Regions from separate parts of the Danio rerio genome. Here regions 2, 3 and 4 are each linked to region 1. The links are chromatin contacts, called in public Hi-C and HiCAR-type maps. All regions are on one chromosome and are shown on one strand. Each heading gives the region's core, a stretch centred on a gene start, on an enhancer-like site or on the middle of the called end of the contact. The rest is flanking DNA. Distances are from core to core; before and after follow the strand shown. Region 1 holds the start of cirbpb (cold inducible RNA binding protein b). Region 2 holds the start of midn (midnolin). Region 3 holds the start of yjefn3 (YjeF N-terminal domain containing 3). Region 4 holds the start of cbarpb (CACN subunit beta associated regulatory protein b).

Region 1 (2,700 bases), core at 166-2,665:
GTTCCCTTCAAATGCAAATGTGGCCATCTGCTAGTGCAATCACATTTAAATGTGAGAATTCCCACCTCTTCCTCTGCTGCCTCTGAAGAAGCCTCTGCCACCACCTCTGGAACCCCCTCTGAAACCACCAGACCGTCCACCAGATTTGCCAGCTTCATCAACGCGAATCATGCGACCATCAACTTGCTGGAAAACAAAAACGACAAAAAAGACTCAAACATGCACAATTCAAATTAGAATAACATTTATCTAAACCTGAAAAATACCCAGAAAAAAAGGATAGACGTTACAAAAACCCTCTTACAACAAATACATGGTGTCTTAGCACTCAAAATTACAGATTTTATTCATTAAAAGGCTAAAATTCTAACCTTTCCATTCATGGCAGCCATGGCATCCTTAGCATCTTCTGGATTTTCAAAGGTCACAAAGCCAAAGCCTCTAGAACGGTCAGTTTCACGGTCTCTGATAACATCAACTATAAAAAAATAAAATGAAAAATTACAAATTAATTTTACACACACATATACAAATTAATATAAAAGTATACAAATACACACGTAAAATGGAACTAAATACAAACCTTTGGCAATGGTTCCATATTTGGAGAATGCTTCCTCCAAGGACTGTTCTGTTGTATCATAGCTCAGACCACCGATGAAAAGCTTTCCCTCGTCAGACATGATGATAACCTGAAAAAAAAAAATGTTGACTTAAAAGCGTAAAGTATATAGATCACCGCGTGCACACGAGAATCGAAAGCAAAAACACCGCACCTAAAAGTGCGTCACAAGGAAACGCCATTTTCTAACCATCCCCCTTCCTCACAACGTGCTGCAGCCATTTTGCTTCAAAGAAAGGCTTTAATCTTAAATACATCAGCGCACCCAATACTTAACATCTTGATCGATCCTCGTTTTAAAAAAATACAGTGAAACGATTACTTAATGCTAAACCCGGTTTTGTAAAAAGTAGGTCAGTGGAACTAGGTCACGGAAAGCAATTAGCGTCAACGACACGCCAGCAGCGTGAACAAAGAAAGTCACAAAATCGTACAATTCCGCGACTACTTACATGCTGCATTTGAGACCTTTTAGGTAAAACGGTAGTCACACCGGGGAACATTACACAATACCTATTTTAAATACTTGTAAATATGAAAGTATATCAAATATCGCCTAAATGCGAACAATAAAGCAGAATTACAAACTAAACATCAACAGAACAAGCCGAATCAAATTAATGCTTCAGTATAGACCAAAAACATGGCAAGAAAGATCATATTTGTTACCTCAGAGTTTCTGTTGAACACACAGGACGGTTGTACAGCGCGTCGCCGACTGCGGCAGAATGAGAAAGAGCACAGAAAATGGCGCCCGTTTAAAGGCTTCACGTCACTGCGGATCAATGAGGGCGGGTTCACTTCGCGTCGCGTCACAGGCTTTACATGAATAAAGATCCCTTTGTTACGGTTATAATGCTCTCACGCGGAAACATATTGCTTTTTGTCGCATATGAATGGTGTGTGTAATATTTACGGTCATGAATTTACAGTTACCAGTGGATAGGGTAAATAACGACCAAGTTACTGCACTTATATTATTGACAGAAATAAATAAATAAACCATGTTGTTATCAGAATAATCAGAAGACATAAACTCATCTTCCAGTTTACCAATGAAATAGTGGAGAGCAGGGACGAAAGTACCATTTTTCATAAAATCCTTTAAAAAAAATTTTTTAGTAGATTTTTATTTTTTGTTGCTATGGTTTCTAACTCACAATGTCTATCAAAATCAGGTGTTTTTTTTTTTGTATAAATGTAGAACAACTCTCATATAACATATAACTCATATAACAAAAGTTGCACAGTGTTACTTTTGACCCCATCAGTAGGGAAGAACACACGTCTGTCAAAAATATCACAACTTGTTAGATATTTCTTTCTTTCTATTTATTTATTTATTTATTTATTTATTTATTTATTTATTTATATCTAGTATTAGTGCTAGTGCTAGATTTCCTGACTTAATCTTGTTTATTTTAAATATATCTGACTAAAACTATGTTAATATTCACTGCAAAAATATTTGTCCTCCTTTGTTATTACAAAAAAATTAAATGTCATTTTCATTTTAAATTTTAGTTCAACCAAATCTTTTAAAAGCGATCCAACAATGCAAAACTTGAACATTTCCTACAATTTTTAAATATTTTTTTATTATTATTGGCAATATGCATCAATTTTATAAACCATTTGAATGCAAACACTGCAAACTAATGTGTTATTAAGAATAAGGTTTGTCTTTTAACAGTGGGACACGATTTATAGTTTGTCCTTGAAGGAACTCATTTAAATCTGATTTACTTTTACACTAAAAAACTCAGAGAATGCAAACTTAAGGATGTGTTATTGCACTAAATAACCCACAGATATCATATAGCGTGACACATGAAAAGAGAAACAAAACTTAATAAGAAAAAAAGAACTGCTACAACAATTTATTTTTTGCACTTAAAAACAGAAATACAGGCCTAACCGCGGAACATTGTCCCAAAATTAGCTGATATTTGGCAGCTCCATCAAGGTTTGCACGATGAATGTGCTAGTTTAACCTGGAAAGCAAATGTTGTCAGTGCGCTGAAAAAAACAAACAAACAAACAAACAAAAACGCTTTGTTACTTTCGTCCCACATTAC
Region 2 (2,700 bases), core at 55-2,554, 210 kb after region 1:
ACATACTAGTAGTTGTTCCGGTAGTGACGACAATGTATTCAGATAGTCAGCAACTGCTTACTCCTTGCATACTAGAGATTATTATTTCATTGGTAGTCACGGTATAACACTGGAATTGATAACTATGTCAGTAGTCAAAATGACTCATTTTTAAAAATAAAATAGTATTAAATTAAGAGTTGCTATTAAAACTGGAATAGATATTAGCTGGTCAGAAGTGAACAGTTAGAATGACTATCAGTGTCAACAATAGTTAAAGGGATAATTTACCAAAAATTGAAAACGTACTCACCCCTAAGCGATTTCCGAAGAAAGCTGAAAACCTGTAACCAACCGATGACTTCCATGATAGGGAAAACAATTACTACAGGTTTTCAGCTTTCTTCGAAACATCTTATTCTGTGTTCAACAGAAGAAAGAAAGTTAAACAGGTTTGGAACATGTGAGTAAATAACGACAGAATTTTCAGTCATGAGTGAACTATCCCTTTAAATGCTGTAATGTTTAATAGATAAGAACTAGTGAATAAACACTGCTATCTTGTGAATTTTTTCCAGCGAGTTAGAAAGGCAAACTATAGGCACTACTGGAGTAAGTACTAATAAGAAGAAAAAAAAACATACAAAACATACTAGCTTAAATTAATAAATGCTAAAACGGCTTGCCAATAGGCATGGCTAAAAAAAATCTCCATTAGGAAACCCAGCCAAAGCCACCTTCTGACCGGCTCATTGTTAAAACAGCTAACCCGTGCAATCTAACAGGAACACATCAGACCACTACTCACGTTTCTTTGTGTAGCAGAGCGAGTCTTTCTTTGGGTACTTTCAGTCTTTGAGAGAGTCTTCGCTTTAGCCCTTCCACGGTCTCTTCTGCGGGAAGGGAGAGCTCGAAGCGTGTGCCGGTGGTGGAGTGGATGTACAAATTCATGGGGGGCTCGCCGGAGACGCTCTCGCAGGACGGCGCAGCTCCGCGACTGCTGCAGCTCCGGGCGCTCGGATGCTGGTCCATTCGATAGCCTACGATAGAGGAGACAGGGTCGATGGAAGCGGGCGGATAGGGCTGGGTGTCTCAATGGAAAGCTATTGGAAAAATATTCCCAATGATTATTCCCGTTTGGTGATGGATCCTGCGGCGATCCCCCGAATTAATATCTTCAAATACAGCAGTTTTTAATTCTATTTTTCCGATAGTGCATTCAAATGCATATTCTGCAAGTGTAGTCCTTTGTCGTTGACAGTGTACTGCAAAAACCAGCGCGATCTTTCCTTCTTTTCTTTATATATGTATATTTCTTTATATCTGTTCCTATGTTTTAAAGCGCAGCTCTCATCGCGGAGAGAAACTCCAGTGAAACACGCATAATAATGCCCGTTGTTTCACCGTGTCTCACTTCCACTGTGCCGCTATGATTACACCCACAAAAGCTCTGCCCAATCAAAGGAGGGGCTAGTGGTGACGTCATATACACAGCCAACGGGAGGACGGCCTGCTCACCCACGTGGAGCGCAAACACCGCCTCATTTCTCTCCCCCACACCGCTTTCCTCATTGAGGACAAATCCAATCTGAGTGGGCGACGAGCTCCAGTCCTGGAGTTCCAGCCCACTGTTACCAATTCCACACCATTCATGAGGCAAACTGTCAAAGTAACAAAAGTCACCCAATATAACCTTGAATGTTTAAACAGCAACACTGCGCGGTCTATTTTCAAAACACAGCAAAAATACTTTGTGTCACCTTGCTTTTCGTGTGTAGCTAATGTTGCATATTTGTTGACATTTAATGGTAGACATTCTTTTGCTGAAGCTAAAGAGTTTATGGATTTGTAGTTTTTATATACAGCTATGGAAACATATTAAAAACCACTTGACAATTATGCTTCCTCTGGATTTAGGATTTAGTGATTTGGGGGCCCAAGCAATTTCAGCCATGGGGAACAAAAGTTCTAAAATGCTCATTTTGTACTTTAATTGATTTATTTTGCATTTTTTTTCTTTTTCTACATTTTGTCTTCTTAATGCAAAAATAATACCAACATGTAATGCATCTCGTAAGCATTTTAAATTATTTATTTTCTGAAAATTAAAAGTAATTCTTTACCTAATTTGCTGGACTTCTCCATGATTGAGGGATACATTTGCACAGATATAATAAACATTAAACTTTTATTTTTTTAGACACACTTGTTATACAAAATATGATTTAAATATAATTTATAGGAGTAATTTATACTTCTAGGTATTTATTTGGGGGCCCTCAGATTTCCTGGGGCCCTAAGCTGCCGCTTATCTTGCTTATTGGTTAAATCCGCTCCTGACTGGACTTATACAGCTATGGCTTTATTTTTAAAAGGTCTTCTCGCAAATTTAAAATAAAAATATTGTCATTTAGAGCCTTTTTACTGACAGAAAATCAGGAATGTCACTGAAATATTAATTTATTAAAGAAATTCATGTTGAACACGTGTATGTTGTTGTTGTCTTAACCCTATCACTGCCTTGCATTTCTTAACTCCTAATGTCGCTAGTTAACACACTCAATGCATTTTATTTTACATTTCTAAAATATCAACCTCTACCAAATGGTTGATGTGTCGGTTTATAGTAAAAGTACCAGATTTAATACATATAGTTTGACAAATCTGAAAATATGGTGTAAGACCAATTTATTGAAAATATAAATCAAAATAAAACATTTA
Region 3 (2,700 bases), core at 55-2,554, 160 kb before region 1:
TAAATCTAGTGTTTTTAAACGTACACATAAAATAATAATTTTACGTTTTAATAAACTAAGACCTTTTATTTATTTATTTATGTCGACTGAGAATGCTAATAAAAGTCTATGAGAGGGTGCATTTTGCGGCAGAGGTGTGTTTCTCGGCATAACACCGGAGCACCCGGAGGAAACCCACGCGAAGTCCACACAGAATGCCAACAGACCCAGCTGAGGCTCGAACCAGCGACCTTCTTGCTGTGAACATTGTAATATGTTACTTTAAAAGTAACTTTACCCAACACTGCCGGTAAACACTTTCCCTCACACCAACCGTTTACGTCTTTCATTTTGTCTGAGCCTGGAAACGGTCTTCTCCGCGTGATCGGATTTCAGAGCGACCAAAATGGTTCTTCAGTCGTTTAAAATGTGAAAAAGTCGTTCAATATTAGCGATAATCGCTTTCACAGATATCTTAATAGTATAAATACCAATATGTTAAGTAAAATCACATCTTATGGAGTCTTTTGGTGTTATTGTGACGTCATAACACTTTCATCAGGATTATAGTGAGTACTGAAATTATATTCTTCATTACTTTAATTAGTTGCATGTTTGGGTATATATCTCAAACTCAAGCCTAATTTACTACGTTTATTTCCCCAACAGAATAACTTTATGCCTGCAGAGACGCGATATGACCTCTAAACGGCAGTGTGGCGCTAATTTATATCACTCTCCATTAATCCAGTTTAGAACACTTTACATTATGTAAAACATTGCTTGTTGCTCGTTTCAAATGCAAATGAACTAAACCCTGCATATTTATAACAAAATTAAACACTTTAAAATATAATATTGCTGGCTTTGTATGCTAGCAGCATCTCCGTTTATGAGTCTTATAAATGATAATTATTGTCAAAATGCTCAGACCTTGCATAATAACAGCTCAACACGTGAATATATGCATGATCAGTAGTATTACACAGATAATGTGCCAAAACAGCTCCATGATGAATAAGCGTTCAAATCAAAATAGACACATTCACGCTCCTCTACTGAGGATGCTCCATCTGAAAGGGATGCGGTTTATGCTTGACTGAGCTCTCCAGCATCAGGGGTGCTCAGCCAATCAGACGGCACTCCCGGTGTCTCCCTGCCTCTTAATTGGCTGACACTTCCAGCAAGAGTAGCTGATCTACGCGTGGAGCCTGGTTTTATCAGCCAGTAAGCCAGTAGACTGAAGCAGGGCACACACAGTGAGAATAGAAAGAGCAATAAGAGGGTGACTGTTGCTAGAGATAAGCGCTGCCGAATAAATCAAGATGAACCACAGCTCCAACGAGAAAGAACCTGAGACCATAGAGCCACTGCGTTACCTCAGGTATGCTATGTTTTTTTTTTGTTGTTATTACGCCTCATAATGTGAGCAGTAGCAGTTTGTGTTTAAATGCATCTTAATAAGGGTGAATACTGTTTGTATCATTACTTCAGTCTAACTGAATGTAATTTGGGACACAGACGGATGGCTGTAATATCCCTTACTGTCTAAAGAAAATGCATCTAACTTCATTTCCTCCCAGCTTTCCTGTTTGCCAAACTAAGGGACGTTGATTAAGATCAACGTGCTTTAATAACCTGGCATGCAGGCAGCAAACAGGTGAAAGAAACGCTGCACTTCAGGTCTCTCTACAGCAGTTTGTGAGTGATTTAGGTATGTCGGTGAAGGTGATGTGACATTTTAGCTGCTGGATGTTGTGATGGCAACATCACAGCCAAAGATCTGCTCTTTAAACAAGCAGGAGGCCGCCTGTTTTCTGATCCGAGTGAAATATGGCATCTGTCAGAGCACATTATCAGTCTATAAAAGTGTCTAATTCGATCTCGCATCTGACAAAGTGCCTCGTATTCTTGTAGGATACTGATTCAGCAGAGTGTAACTGGAGAATCTCTATAAAAACGATACAGAACAAATGGTGTTTTGATCATGAGCCTGAGCGGCATGAGGTTTGCTTTCCTGGCAAAAGAGGCCCTTGAAGCTCTTCACACCAGCCCACGGTGTTTAGAATACACTGGTCGGCAAGAGACGAAGCAAATTATACACTTTAAGGGAGTACGGAATAATAGGATTTAAGGATTTGAGGTTTAACGGCGTGAATTCAGGGGAGATTAATGTTTCTACTGTTACTTAAACCCCCAAAAATGTTGATTTTGTATGGATTCATCACACAGTGAGAACACAAACAATTGGCATTGTTTTGTATAGTTTTTTATTTAACATACTGATTTGTAGTGTATATCCTGGGATTTGTATGTGTTAATGGCCCCTGTGTTCTTTTATTGATGTCAGGTATTGACGCCGATACCAAGACTGACAACCCTGGGTTGGAAAAAGATGGGTTTTCAGGTCGCCATGCTGTTTGTCCCGTTTTGTGTGTGGATTGCTATTTAAAATTCAATCATTCATTAATTTTCCTTCGGCTTAGTTCCTGATTTATCATGGGTCACCACAGCGTAATGAACCACCAACTATTCTGGCACATGTTTTACTCAGCGGATGCCCTTCTAGCTGCAACCCAAGTACTGGGAAAGCTACTTATAATTATTGTACAGTGGTCCCTCGCTATACTGTAATCCTGCGCATTGTGTTCTGCGTCCTGATTGGCTGTAGACCACTGTCAATCAATCTCCAAATCGTGTCTCCTGTACAGTACAGAATGC
Region 4 (2,700 bases), core at 110-2,609, 250 kb after region 1:
ACATGATACACTCCATACATATATACACATGATACACCTGATACATATTCACAGTCTATACATACGCACACATGATACACCCCTTACAAATACACACACTATATGTACTTAGGCACACTTGATACAACCCTTACATATACACACTCTATACATATGTACTCCACAAATATAGGCACGTGATACACTCTATACATCTATACACCCCATACATATACACACTCAATACACCCCTTACAAATACACACATGATACACCCCTTACAATACATATATACACTCTATACATACGCACACATGATGCACCCCTTACACTTACACACACTATAAATATAGGCACATGATACACTCTATACATATACACACTATAAATATGGGCACATGATACACTCTATACATATATACACATCTGCACACACAATACACTCCATAATTATACATAAAGATTCCAAAGACATTTAGTGTATGGTCTAACTGACATTTTGACAGTTAGACGTGTAGTGTATGTGTATGAATTAATGTGTTTATAGATGTTTTCCTGCACTGGGTTGCAGCTGGAAGGGCATCCATGTGTAAAACATTCTTGATAGGTTGGGGGTTCATTCTGCTGTGGCGACCCCTGATGAATAAAAGGACTAAGCTAAAAAGAAAATAAATTAAATAGTAATTTCTTAAAATATAAATAATAATTTAATTTATGTTCATTTATGGCCATCTTTAAAAGCCATCTTGTGTTTAGTAAAATAAACGTTGATAGGGACCTAACCTTTTTTTTTAAAGAAATATATAAAACAATGAGAAATACCTGGGGGTTCATTCCGCTGTGGCGAACCCTGACCCAGGGACTAAGCCGAAGAAAAATGAATAAATGAATGACTGAATGAGAAAAACCCACTGACTAAATTAAGGGTGTAATGATCGTTACAAACAGCAGGGGGCGTTATGTCACTTCAAAATATCCATTGCACGAATTTAATTCATTCTCACAGTCCTTCCAGTATAAAATAAGGTTGAAATTATTAATGATTCACATTAAATAATAAAAAATTGTTCCCTACAATTTACTCTGCTATTATATTTATGTTAAGTATGATCCATAGCCTATGTTCTTCCAAACCTGCACTGCGCCCAGGCCGCTTGGGGATGCCCGTTTCTGAAGATTTTTCACTGACTCAAATGGGGGATTACCTCATTTCCATAACATCATGAGAGGACGAGGGCGTGATAGACACTTGTGATAAGTAACGCTGTACCTCACTTTTGACGTCACAGTCTGCGCCTCTCACTGGGCGACGGGCGAGTGGGTGTGTTTAACGGGGGGCTTCATTCATAAATACAAAAAGATTTTAAAGCCCAAATTCAGGAGAAGACCGGTGGAATCGTTCGCGAGCTTCCCCTCTTTCGTCTCATGGACCACGTGAATTAGAGTTCGGTGAGTTTTGGTTCGCCTGTCTTTCACACAGTTATTGTTTCCTCGATCAGCGTCTTGAATGACATCGCGCTTTATTATTGGAGGGTGATGATAGCCTGAAATGTGGAGAGAGCATCTTCAGCCAACGAGTTTCTGCTGGTCTGAGGAAGCACACAACCGATTTACTTTGCGTTTTACGGGTTATCTGTTTATTGTAAATGCTTGAACTCTTTTGTTTTGGGAGTGATATTTAAATCCATCTTGTATTTGGGTTTATCGAGCGTCTATTGATGCTCACATAACGCTGTTATGGCAAGCGGTTTAAACATTCATATATTTTAACTAACTGTGTTGTAGTCTAGTCATAACCAAAAACTGACTAGTTTTACTAGCGACAGTGATTATCTCAATTAAGCAACTTGCTATTCCAGCTTTACTAGTAGGCTAATTATTAGCTATTGTTTGTAGTAGCTGCTAGAACTAGAAAGTAGCAAAGCTGGAATAGCAGAAACAGTTTAAGTACAATAATACTTGTCTAAATAAATAACATGTGAATTCCCAATAACATAGTATCTATCTCTGTTAAAATAAATGTATAATGTAATCGATAATAAGTCGTTAAGTAGCCTACCATGAAAACGAAAAATGAATAGGATAAACAGAAGCGACAACAATACAATTATGAGTACACAGTTGTTCTCAAATAAGTACCGAATAACAATAATAATAAGTATCGAAAATATACACACACACACACACACACACACACACACACATATATATATATATATATATATATATATATATATATATATATATATATATATATATATATATATATATACGTGCAATTTATTACCAGTAACAATGAAATATTTACCAAAAAAAATCATGTTATCAAAAATATTTTTGTTGCTACTTGTCTACCAATGAAACGTAAAGCTTAAAAAAATAGCAGCAATAACTGATGTACTGTAATTGAAGTATCTGAATAAAGTGCACATTTAATTGAGATTTTTATATACGTTACTTCCACTGATATTACAACTGAATATTTAATAACCAATGATGAAATAGCTACACAAACCTAACTGACGATCAGTAGTGATGATAATACTTTGTAATATGTAAAATAAAGCTGCTAGTAACACAAACACATGCATTTGTATTAAAAAGTATTATTTAGCTATTGTATTTAGTAGCTGCTAGAACTAGAAAGTAGCAAAGCTGGAATAGCAAAAACCGTTTAAGTACAATAGCACTTGTCTAAATAAGTAACATATGAATTACCAA

What was found. Hi-C and Micro-C count contacts between places; a contact is called where the count stands out from the background. HiCAR-type assays count read pairs that join an accessible place to other places.
Region 2: a Hi-C map of hematopoietic stem cells shows a contact between it and region 1, with 4 times the contacts expected there. The contact joins the promoter of midn here to the promoter of cirbpb in region 1. A contact is called at or near these places in 6 of 18 Hi-C or Micro-C datasets (caudal fin, embryo, gastrula embryo and 2 more) and 4 of 4 datasets of contacts at active chromatin or transcription factors (caudal fin, embryo, gastrula embryo and 1 more).
Region 3: a contact with region 1 is called in a Hi-C map of skeletal muscle, with 3 times the contacts expected there. The contact joins the promoter of yjefn3 here to the promoter of cirbpb in region 1. A contact is called at or near these places in 6 of 18 Hi-C or Micro-C datasets (caudal fin, embryo, hematopoietic stem cells and 1 more) and 1 of 4 datasets of contacts at active chromatin or transcription factors (embryo).
Region 4: a contact with region 1 is called in a HiCAR-type map of caudal fin, with 4 times the contacts expected there. The contact joins the promoter of cbarpb here to the promoter of cirbpb in region 1. A contact is called at or near these places in 2 of 4 datasets of contacts at active chromatin or transcription factors (caudal fin and embryo).

What each region holds. Positions count from the first base shown.
Region 1 is chr22:18,239,504-18,242,203 of GRCz12tu, forward strand. It overlaps cirbpb (cold inducible RNA binding protein b), which reads right to left and starts at 1,416. Exons shown (of 8, transcript NR_132111.1): 1 at 1,292-1,416; 2 at 584-692; 3 at 372-478; 4 at 66-186.
Region 2 is chr22:18,450,321-18,453,020 of GRCz12tu, forward strand. midn (midnolin) reads right to left here and starts at 1,305. Exons shown (of 7, transcript NM_207052.1): 1 at 788-1,305. The coding sequence starts at 1,011.
Region 3 is chr22:18,082,701-18,085,400 of GRCz12tu, forward strand. yjefn3 (YjeF N-terminal domain containing 3) reads left to right here and starts at 1,305. Exons shown (of 6, transcript NM_001044843.1): 1 at 1,305-1,363. The coding sequence starts at 1,305. It overlaps LOC141380303 (a long non-coding RNA gene), which reads right to left. Exons shown (of 4, transcript XR_012398126.1): 4 at 2,256-2,700.
Region 4 is chr22:18,490,945-18,493,644 of GRCz12tu, forward strand. It overlaps cbarpb (CACN subunit beta associated regulatory protein b), which reads left to right and starts at 1,360. Exons shown (of 10, transcript XM_680490.10): 1 at 1,360-1,428.